Linked DNA regions of Sus scrofa: region 1 is linked to region 2. The links are chromatin contacts, called in public HiChIP or PLAC-seq maps. All regions are on one chromosome and are shown on one strand. The core of a region is the stretch at or near the end of the contact, and the rest is flanking DNA. Distances in the headings are between cores, read along the strand shown.

Region 1 (4,712 bases), core at 561-3,060, 280 kb after region 2:
CCTGAGACGACACATCAAAATGGGTTGCCTCTGGGGAGGAGAACTGGACATGTGGGGAGCAAGGGTGGAAAGTCTTCACAACTGTTTGTGTTCACTAATTTTGAGCCATGTGAGAGAACTACATCTTAACATAAACCCTAGGTTTCCCTGGAGCAGTACTGCAGTAGCGCTGCATGATAACACAACAGAGGTGCCTGCGATGAAGGTAACCTTTAGGCGCAACCATTGCGTCCTTGGCCACCGTAAAAAATCTGCCTTACGTTTCACTCGTGCCTGAAAATGAACTGGGTCTGTTTTTAGGGATTGCTCTAGGTAGACAAACTGGCTTGACACTGCCCTACAACCATGGTGGCCAATTACAGAAAGTTTCTTACCCTTTGACAAGGATGTGGACCTCTGGGGTGGAGAACGAAAAAGGCCACCCTGCAGAAGGCTAGAGCACTGATTTAGCAACAAAACTTTTCTGAAGAGAACAGTTTCTGCACGGTGATCTCCATCTCCGGACACAAACAGCTCTCAGCCAAGCACAGCGACTGTGGTCACATGGCCAGGTCAGCCTGCTGTGCTATCTCCCAGGATGGTGCTGTTTGAGCAAAAGAAACAGCCAGAGAAATGCAAGCACCACAATGTAACATCACCACTTTTATAATTACAGGCTTATGTGTACCAGTAATTTATCAATATTTCTAAATATCTTCAAGGCTATTTTATTGTATGATAATAAGAAATAATTTATATTCGGAGTTCCCATCGTGGCTCAGTGGTTAACAAATACAACTAGGAACCATGACACTGCAAGTTTGATCCCTGGCCTCGCTCAGTAGGTTAAGGATCCGGGGTTGCCATGAGCTGTGGTGTAGATTGCAGACACGGCTCAGATCCTGCGTTGCTGTGGCTCTGGCGTAGCCTGGCAGCAATAGCTCCGATTAGACCCCCCAGCCTGGGAACCTCCATATGCTGCAGGTGCGGCCCTAGAAAAGACAAAAGAAAGAAAGAGAAAGAGAGAGAGAGAGAAGGAAGGAAGGAAGGAAGGAAAGAAAAAAAGAAAGAAGGAAAGAAAGAAACTTATATTCAAAAAGTAAACAAATGTGCTCAGCTTTGAGGAAACTGTCTCCAGAGCACATCACCATCATAATGATTGCACCATATTAAGTATGCAAAAAGGAGAAACTAATTTAAACTCTTTTCTATATTGTATTGTATGATGATGGGCTATTGTTATTTGGAAAAAAGAGTAAAAATATTGGGCATAATAAGTTACAAGTGTATTTACTCCCTTTCAAGTATTTTCCATGTTAATTTTTATGACATGTTTAGTATCTGAGAATATATCTTGGCCATAAGAGATTCTGAACCTTTGTATAAATTAGATCTCTTTTAATAGAAGGAAGAAAAGACCTGATCCAAACACTGGCGTAAAGAAAACAGGAACTTACTTGATTATGTAACTGAACAGTCCAGGAATAGGGCTTGCTGCTCTGCTGCTGTCTTGGATTGAAGGCTTAAAAGCATCACCAGGGTGCCTCTCTCTGTTACAGCTCTGTTCTCAGACTGGTTCCCATTCAAGGGGTCAAGATGGCTACAGCCACTTTGGCTCTTACATTAAAGGTAAAATTCTAGCGGGACAGGGAATGAATCTCTCTTCAAGAAGTCCCAGCAAGGTATCATTACTTCTCATTGATTCTGAATCAGTCTGGCCAAAGGAATGCAACATTTGGATTGATTTAGGTCACAAGTTCTGTGCCTGAGACAGAGCTGAAGCCCCAGGCAAAGCAGCCACACTGGGGAGGCAGGGATTTCCACAGATGGGAATAAGAGTAGAATTACCAGCAGAAGGTGGCTGTGTGGTGGGCAGAGAAGAGAACAGCTGTCAGCAAACAGCTGTAGCCTGAGATAATTGGTGTGCAGTGGAAATCTAGTAGGAATGAGGATCTCAAGAAAGAGGCACACTGAAAGAAAGAGGGTGAAAAATAGATGTTTACAGCCATCACTTGACATTAATAGTTTAAAAAGTCAACATTTCTGGACTTATGCAGTTTCAAAAAGAAAGAATAATTCATGTTCCTAGGCTTAATATGCAACTTCAAAAAGCAGGAATAATTGCTTTATTATTCAAAACTGAAAAAAAAAGTCATAAAATGAGCTCTGAGAAGAAAATTTTATCCTGAGAATTACTGAAAATATAAGATTACTCTCATCCAAAAGCATATCAGAAGTAAAAGACAGTGCTGGGAATCAGCTACTGTCAGTTCTAGATGGAATGTCTAATTTGAAAGTGATTTATTCTTCTCCGTGTGAGGCTCCTGTAAAATATGGAAATTGGAGGTGATTCATACAACTCATGCAGTGGTGAGATAAGAGCTAGAGCCAGAAGTTTGGGTTATAAGCAGAATGACTTTTTAAAAGTTTTACAGTCAGTTTCTGTATGCAAGTATTTAATGGCAACAAATGTAGTCCAAGAATTTTTCTAAGTCACTGCAGAAAATTAATAATTATCGGGGGAAGAAAAACATTTTACTAGTTTCTGAAGAGGCATTGTCCTGCCTTTGGCACAGGGCCGGGTGGATTTAGCGTGTATAATTTCTCTTGAGCTCCTCTGGCAAGGGCTATTAGTAGCCTACCCAACAGCTATTGCCTACTTCTTTCTTGCTTAAAAAAATAATTACATAAAATAAAAGCTCTATTGCAACTGGGCAATGATGTGGCCAGCTTCAGGGCCCGAGCAAATCACGTCATTCTCATTTCCCTTTTGTCAGTGTAGCGATGGGCATGTGGTCAAGTTAGAGCCCAAGATGTATGCCAGGAGCCTCAATATTTCTCCCTGCTTAGGGAGACAAGAGAAAGAAAGAAAGCCCTTTTGCTCACCACCTTCCTCCCTGCTGAGGATATAATGTTTAGAGCAGTTTCGCCATCTGGTGGCGAGAATGGTCAGGACATGCGCACAGCCTTTGTGCCTGTGCCCAGCACCCAGTCATCACCTGCTTTCACACGTTTTGTGAAGTGGCATATTATGGCTCACGTCATTTGAGTACTTTTAGCCAAAGCCATTCCTAAATGATATAGCTCCTCCTCAAATTTCTGGCTTGTAACTGCCATGCTAGTACCACATAGCTAAATTGGCTTCACAAAGCCTAAAAACAAAGGACTAACCTTCCCAACTTCCTTCTTGAAAGAACCACTATTTCTTAAACTGTCCCATTTATTTAAGTTTGATCTAGGATTCTCCTCCAAAAAAACAAAATTCAAGCCATACTCTTTTTATCATTTCCTTTTGAAATCCACTAAATACACTTATTAGTAAGATAACATTGCCTTTGCAGCTGACGCCTGTCCTCTTGTTTCAAACATGACAAGTAAACTTTGGGAAGGAAAGTGGGTAAGGAAGAATCCTCCCTAAAGCCATACTAGACATGATTGACCTCAGTCCAAACAGAATGACAGGACTTCACAAAGAAAATTTAAGTAACAGATGGAATTGGACTAGATGATCTTAAAGGTTCCTCTCAGCTCTGATTCAAGGATCATATATTCTAAGATCTCAAATCTTAAAACTGAAGTTTTTTTTTTTTATTTATCTCTGCAAAACTTTTTAATACCACCTCCTCTCCTTAAATATTTAATACATACCTTTTTTTTTCTGACTGCCTGCTCCCAACCCTAAACATCAGATAACCCCAAACCCAAAGTGTTCTTAGTTTGCTAATGACTTTTGAAATTCAAGCCAAATCCAACACATTTTCGTAATCTTTTTAAAATTAGACAATTTGTTTATTAGATGATTTGTTTTTCCTGCAAATGTTTCACAGAATAAACTATTTCTTAGCATCTTCATTCCTGCATAAATGCCTATAATATTAAAATATGAATTGCTTGCTATCATTGGTGTATTCGTAGCCCATATCTTTCTTGTTAGTTTTCACATATGCCTTGTATTATTTTTTCCAGCTTTACTGAGATATTGTGGACCCAGAACACACGCAGGTTTAAGGTGTACAGTGTGATGTATACGTTGCAGAATGCTTACCACAATAAGGTTAGTTAATACTGCCATCCCTTCACATTTTGTGTGTGGCAAAAACACAATCCACTCTCTTAACATTTGAATGTATAATATAGTCTGTTAATTGTAGTCACCAGGCTGTACATTAGGTCCTCAAAACTCATTCTTCTTAGAGCTGGAAGTCTGTACCCTTCTTAATCTCTGTCCTCCCTGGACTGTCGGCTGTACCTGAACTTATTTTTCACCCCCTGCTTGAAATTCTGCCTTTCCTCCCACTGCATTCCAGAAACTTGAGGGGTTTTTGTTTTTGTTTTTGTTTTTTTTTCCTTTATAGTCTTTGTTAAGATAAAACCAAATCATCTGGGGGAATTTTTTAAAATTACACACATCCAAACTCAAATCCAAGATTTATGATTCAGTGGGTTACGCGTGAAGTGCCTTTGACTGAATGATCTCTGTTTTTAGGGTACAGGTTTCCCCTAATCTCTTCTCCCATCAATTCCATTTTGTAAGCAAGGAAGAAATGGGAATTGGCTGATCCTTAGGCTATCAAGTTCTGTTCAACAGTACATAGTTAAATTTGAACTTTAAACTACTGAGGAAAAGGGGTTGGCATTGCTATTAAAAAGTGACAAAGGGGAACTTCTCAAGTAGGAAAACACCCACTCATCAGAAATAAAAAAAAGATAATCAAGCTATGTTAAAATACACC
Region 2 (4,906 bases), core at 411-2,910:
ACTTCATTAAGAGTTGATGCAGTATCTAGTGATTCTGATGTTCACAGTTCATTTTTTCCTCAGCCGTTGGTAAAGAGGTTTCCGGCTCAGTTTTGTTACATCTGGCTGTTTACTATGCACAGCAGTCAAAGTGTTTCATTTCATATTCCAAAAGTATATATAAAATCAGTAAGATAAAAACAGAAAAACCCAACAGATAAATGGTCAGAGCATATGAAAAGGTCACATAAAATCACGGAAAAATAATCAACCTAATTCATGATAAAAGAAAAATAGTTTAAAACTACATTGAGATACTTAAAAAAACCCGTCAGGTTGGCAAAGATGAGAAAGTGCATAATTCAACTTATTGGAAAGGAGGTGTGGAAAGAGGAACATTGTCAGTTAGTGCTTACACTGGCATAAGAGAGCCATTTGGCAAAGTTTACCTACCCTTTGACCTGGCAATTCTGTTCAGAATTTCTACTTCAGATATACTCTCAAATACGGTCAATTATCTCTACGTAAGATTATTCATTGCAGTTTTGCGGTAGCGAAAGATACCTACCAATAGCCTCAACACACTAAACACAGCCATGAAAACAGGGAAATAAAACTGCACTTTTTAGATACTGAAAAGTTTTTATGTGAAACTCTATTTTTAGAGGTAGGCGGTACTCCTAATGTACTCTAGTCTAATAAGATTTAAAAGTTAATCATCTCAGAAAGTGTATGTTCACAGAACATAAAAACCATCTTAAGTGGTCATTCACTTACTCCAGTAATGTTATCAACGTTCAAATATTTTTGGAATTCTTTTAGAACTATCTTAACCAGTGTACAAGTCCTTCAATAAAATACGTCTTATAATCACGTCTAATTTTGGTTCTGATTTTTTTTTAAAGTATTATTCTTTTTGGATCAACAAATTTGGCTCCATCGACTTCACACAATTTCAGAAGTCAAATCCACCTCAAAGGATAGGAATCTGGAGACAGTGTCACAGGGACATAGCAGAGGTGTTGAAGGTACTGCCAAGAAAGCACGTTACGCATATTTTGATCAACATCCCTCTAAGTTGTCTCTTGATGTGCTCCCATAGTACATTTCCAACCAAATTATTTAAATCACTTGGTCACTCTGCATGACTGTGTGTGCATATGGACACCATGTTTTAAAACCAGGCTGACTGAATTTTAAATCCTGGTTCTGCTTATACTAACTGGGTAACTTCTGGGCAAGTTTTTGGTCTAGGTGTGTGCTTACTTTTCATACTCTGGACCTTAGTTCTCTCATATGTAAACAGATCTAAGGAAAATTTGTGGTTCAATTTGACAGATTTATGTTACCTACATTTTATTCTCTCTCTAAAATTATCACTGAAATAAAAGAAGTAAAAAGGGGAAAAATAATTTTACATCTGAAGGAGAGGCCAAAAGAAGTAGGGCAGTCAACTAGAACAATGAAGAATTTCTAAGACAAATGAAAAGCTAAAATTGAGAGTGAAATTCAACTAAACTAGAAAACTTACATCAGGACAAAGAGAAGGTTTTCCAAAAATGCGAGTTTTTTTCAACACCAGAACAACTCCAAACTCAGTGGTCAGTTGAGCAGGTAAAGGAACAGGCCATGGGTGATTGCCCAGATAATTAAAGGACAACTGAACAGCTGCCACCAGGCCCTGCTTTGAGTGCAGCTGACTCTGGCATCTACCCATGGGATTAAAGTGGTGAGTGCATGACTCAGAGTGGGAGTTCTGCCCAGGGAATCTCCCAACGTGGGTGCAAGGGCTGCCACGAGGGATTTCCCCATCACCAACCCCCACTCCTTCACAACAACAACTGAGAAACAAGGCTTCTATAATCAGAACCTACATTCACTGCCAGGGCAAAAAGGGCTTCTCACTTTAGCTCAAGAGACACTCTAGCTACCAAGATGTTTCATTCTAGGTCTTTTTTCAGTACACATGGACAGACGGCTCAAATTCACCAAACATTCAAAAAAAGTCAACAGCAGGAAAGAACAATAGCAAATTTAACAAAAAAAGAAACTTTGAAGAAAAAAAGATTATGACAGAAAATGGATGAGCTCCAAAGTAAGTATGCTAAATTTATCACCACACATTTAAAAGTCTATCATATATATAAAAAGTAATAGACGTCTAAGAAAAAATTTTTTTAAAAACACAATTGCAACAATTAAAAGAACACAATAGACTGACAGAAGAGCAGACTGGAAATGGATGAAGACTCAGCTTTGATCTGGAAAATCTGGCCCAGAGACTCTCTCAGAATGCAATGCAGAAGGGCAAGGAAAAGAAAAGAATGAGAGAAGGTGACACGGCAGACAGTTCCAGAAGTTCTAATAGGTGAAACACAATAATTAACTCTCCTATGCGAGACCTTTGCACTTGACATGGTTCAGCTTAAGACTGAAGACTCCAGTCAGGAAAGATGATTGATTTTCCTGGATGGGCACCAGATTAAGACGTGGAATCAGCCTTTCCATAATGGACTCTGGCTCTAGTGAGAGGCAGTGGAGGACAGCTAGAGGCTAGAGGGGGCAGAGAATCAGAGGCTGTTCTCTCTCTTTACAAGATCATATTTTTTCCCTCTTCTTTCTTTCTTTTTCCTTCTCCAACCCTTTGTTCTCTTTTCCTTTCTCCTGTCCAACTTGTTTCCTTAGCCTTACGCTTCGCCTCTTAAAACCTGTTCTGTTTCTTGTCTGTATAGAAACATTGTAAACTGGCTGTTTGGAGCTCCCCCCCCTCCGCCATTTACCTCAGTATCTTCCCTTCCAGGCTTCTGGCCTTTGCCATCACTATGGGACAAAGTTGAACAGATCCTGGCCTATTTACATACTTTCATACACTGAACAGTATTCAGGTGAGATCTCAAGAGAGAAAAAAAGAGCTATATGTCTCAAGACAGGTCACGAATGAAAAACACTCCACTTTCGCCAACTTGTAGAGCTACTAGAAGACACTTTCTATTTTTATTAGCTTTAATTTTCATCAAATTAACACATACACATAAATTTAAAAGTTAGAACAAAAAGGTCTGTTATGAATAAAAACGGTTTCCTGTCTTGCCCCTTCCGATCCTTTGCTTCCTCCCCTTTCAATAGAGATGGCCAGTCACAACTTGTGTAGCTCTTTTCTTCGGCATTTGCCTAATTATTTCTAAGATATCTCCATTTTTAGAGTTCTGACTCACCATCGTGATAGACAAGGTTTTAGCTCTCTCATATCTACCTCTCTTACTACCTCCTATGTCCCTAACAGAGATCATAGCATTTTTATAAAATAAAAAGTTAACATTTAGATTATGAAGTATTACTCCATATATTGAGTATTAACTATACAAATATTTCTCATTGCTAGATCATATTGTGTACTATGCTCATGATTTTTTTGTTTGTTTGTTTGTTTTTTGGTCTTTTTAGGGCTGCATCTGTAGCATATGGAAGTTCCCAGGCTAGGGATCAAATTGGAGCTGTAGTTGCTGGCCTTTGCCACAGCCACAGCAACGCCAGATCTGAACCTTGTCTGCAACCTACCTCACAGCCTATGGCAATGCCGGATCCTTAACCCACTCAACCTACACCATAGCTCACGGCAATGCTGGATCCTTAACTCACCAAATGGGACCAAGGATCCAACTCATGTCCTCATGGATACTAGTTGGGTTTGTTACCTCTGAGCCACAACAGGAATTTCTCATGCTTCCTTTTTTCTGGAGTTAACAATTAACCTTTTTTTTTTTTCCTTTTCATTTTCCTGCTTTTCTAGAATTTTTCAAATGTTTTAACATTTATGACATAAACCTATCATGAATATCTCCCATAAACTCAAAGAGATACATTTCCTTTCTCCCCTGGAGGCAGCCTTTCAAGAGAACTCGGGCCCCCCATTCCAGTCTACATTGGTTGTTTCCTAGTCTTATTGATCATGCATCATTCCTGGACTTACTTTCTGATGCTTGTTTCCCATGGACCTTGTAAGTTTCTCTTTTTTGGTTTTCCCCCTGTTTGCTGAAGCATATTATCTAGGACTTTCAGTAGAGAAAGTGACTATACCATGCAAATAACTTGAGCCCTTCTATATCTCAAAATGGCTTTACTCCACCTTCATACTACTGGAAACTTGGATGCCTAATTATCAGCTAGAAATAACCTTGGATATTTCTGAAGTAAATTTTATTGACGGATAGTTTATATACAAAAGTATGCATCAATTTTTAGCGTACAGTTTAATGACTCTGGAAAAGGTATAAACCCCTATATAACCTCCTACTTGAATCAAGAAAACAGAATAGTTCCATCACCTCTAAAAGTTCCCTCAAGCTCCTTGGCTTGTCAATCCTCCCTACCTTATCCCACCACAATGATCTAGACTTTTTCTCACTTAGCATGTTTTTGAGAGTAATTCATGCCACATGCCAGTAGTCCCCTTCCTTTTCACTGCTGAGAAATATTTCATTTTATAAATATACCATATCCTTGTTGTTGAACATTTAGATTGCTTCCAGTTTGGGGCTATCATGAACAAACCTGTAGGAACATTTGTGGCCAAGTTTTTGATGAGCACATGCTCTCATTTCTCATTCTCAAATACCTAAGAGCTGGAATGTTGGGTTATATGGGACATGCATGTTTAACTTTAAGAGAAACTGCTGAACAATTTTTCCAAATCTGTTTTTACCTATTTTACATTCCTACCAACAATGCAAAAGTTCACGTTGCTCCACATCTTTGCTATCATTTGGTGTTGTAAGTATTTTAAAATGCTGGGTATTTCAATGGGTTTATAGTAGTACTGCATTATAGTTTTAATTCACATATCCTTTTTTTTTTTTTTTTTTTGTCTTTTGTCTTTTTGTTGTTGTTGTTGTTGTTGCTATTTCTTGGGCCGCTCCCGCAGCATATG

What was found. HiChIP or PLAC-seq counts read pairs in DNA pulled down with a chosen protein or histone mark.
Region 1: a contact with region 2 is called in an H3K27ac HiChIP or PLAC-seq map of skeletal muscle, with 9 times the contacts expected there. The contact joins two enhancer-like sites. A contact is called at or near these places in 3 of 47 Hi-C or Micro-C datasets (embryonic fibroblasts, retroperitoneal adipose tissue and skeletal muscle) and 2 of 2 datasets of contacts at active chromatin or transcription factors (alveolar macrophages and skeletal muscle).

What each region holds. Positions count from the first base shown.
Region 1 is chr3:114,322,196-114,326,907 of Sscrofa11.1, forward strand. No RefSeq gene overlaps it. Among named protein-coding and RNA genes, the nearest start is that of ITSN2, 39 kb to the right of the region's middle. Within about 2 kb of position 1,811, at least 12 of the 83 cell types and tissues checked have an H3K27ac peak or open chromatin away from gene starts, as enhancers often do. A contact at or near this core is called in skeletal muscle, where this site is marked.
Region 2 is chr3:114,040,136-114,045,041 of Sscrofa11.1, forward strand. All of the region lies in intron 10 of NCOA1 (nuclear receptor coactivator 1), which reads right to left. Among named protein-coding and RNA genes, the nearest start is that of NCOA1, 56 kb to the right of the region's middle. Within about 2 kb of position 1,661, at least 5 of the 83 cell types and tissues checked have an H3K27ac peak or open chromatin away from gene starts, as enhancers often do. A contact at or near this core is called in skeletal muscle, where this site is marked.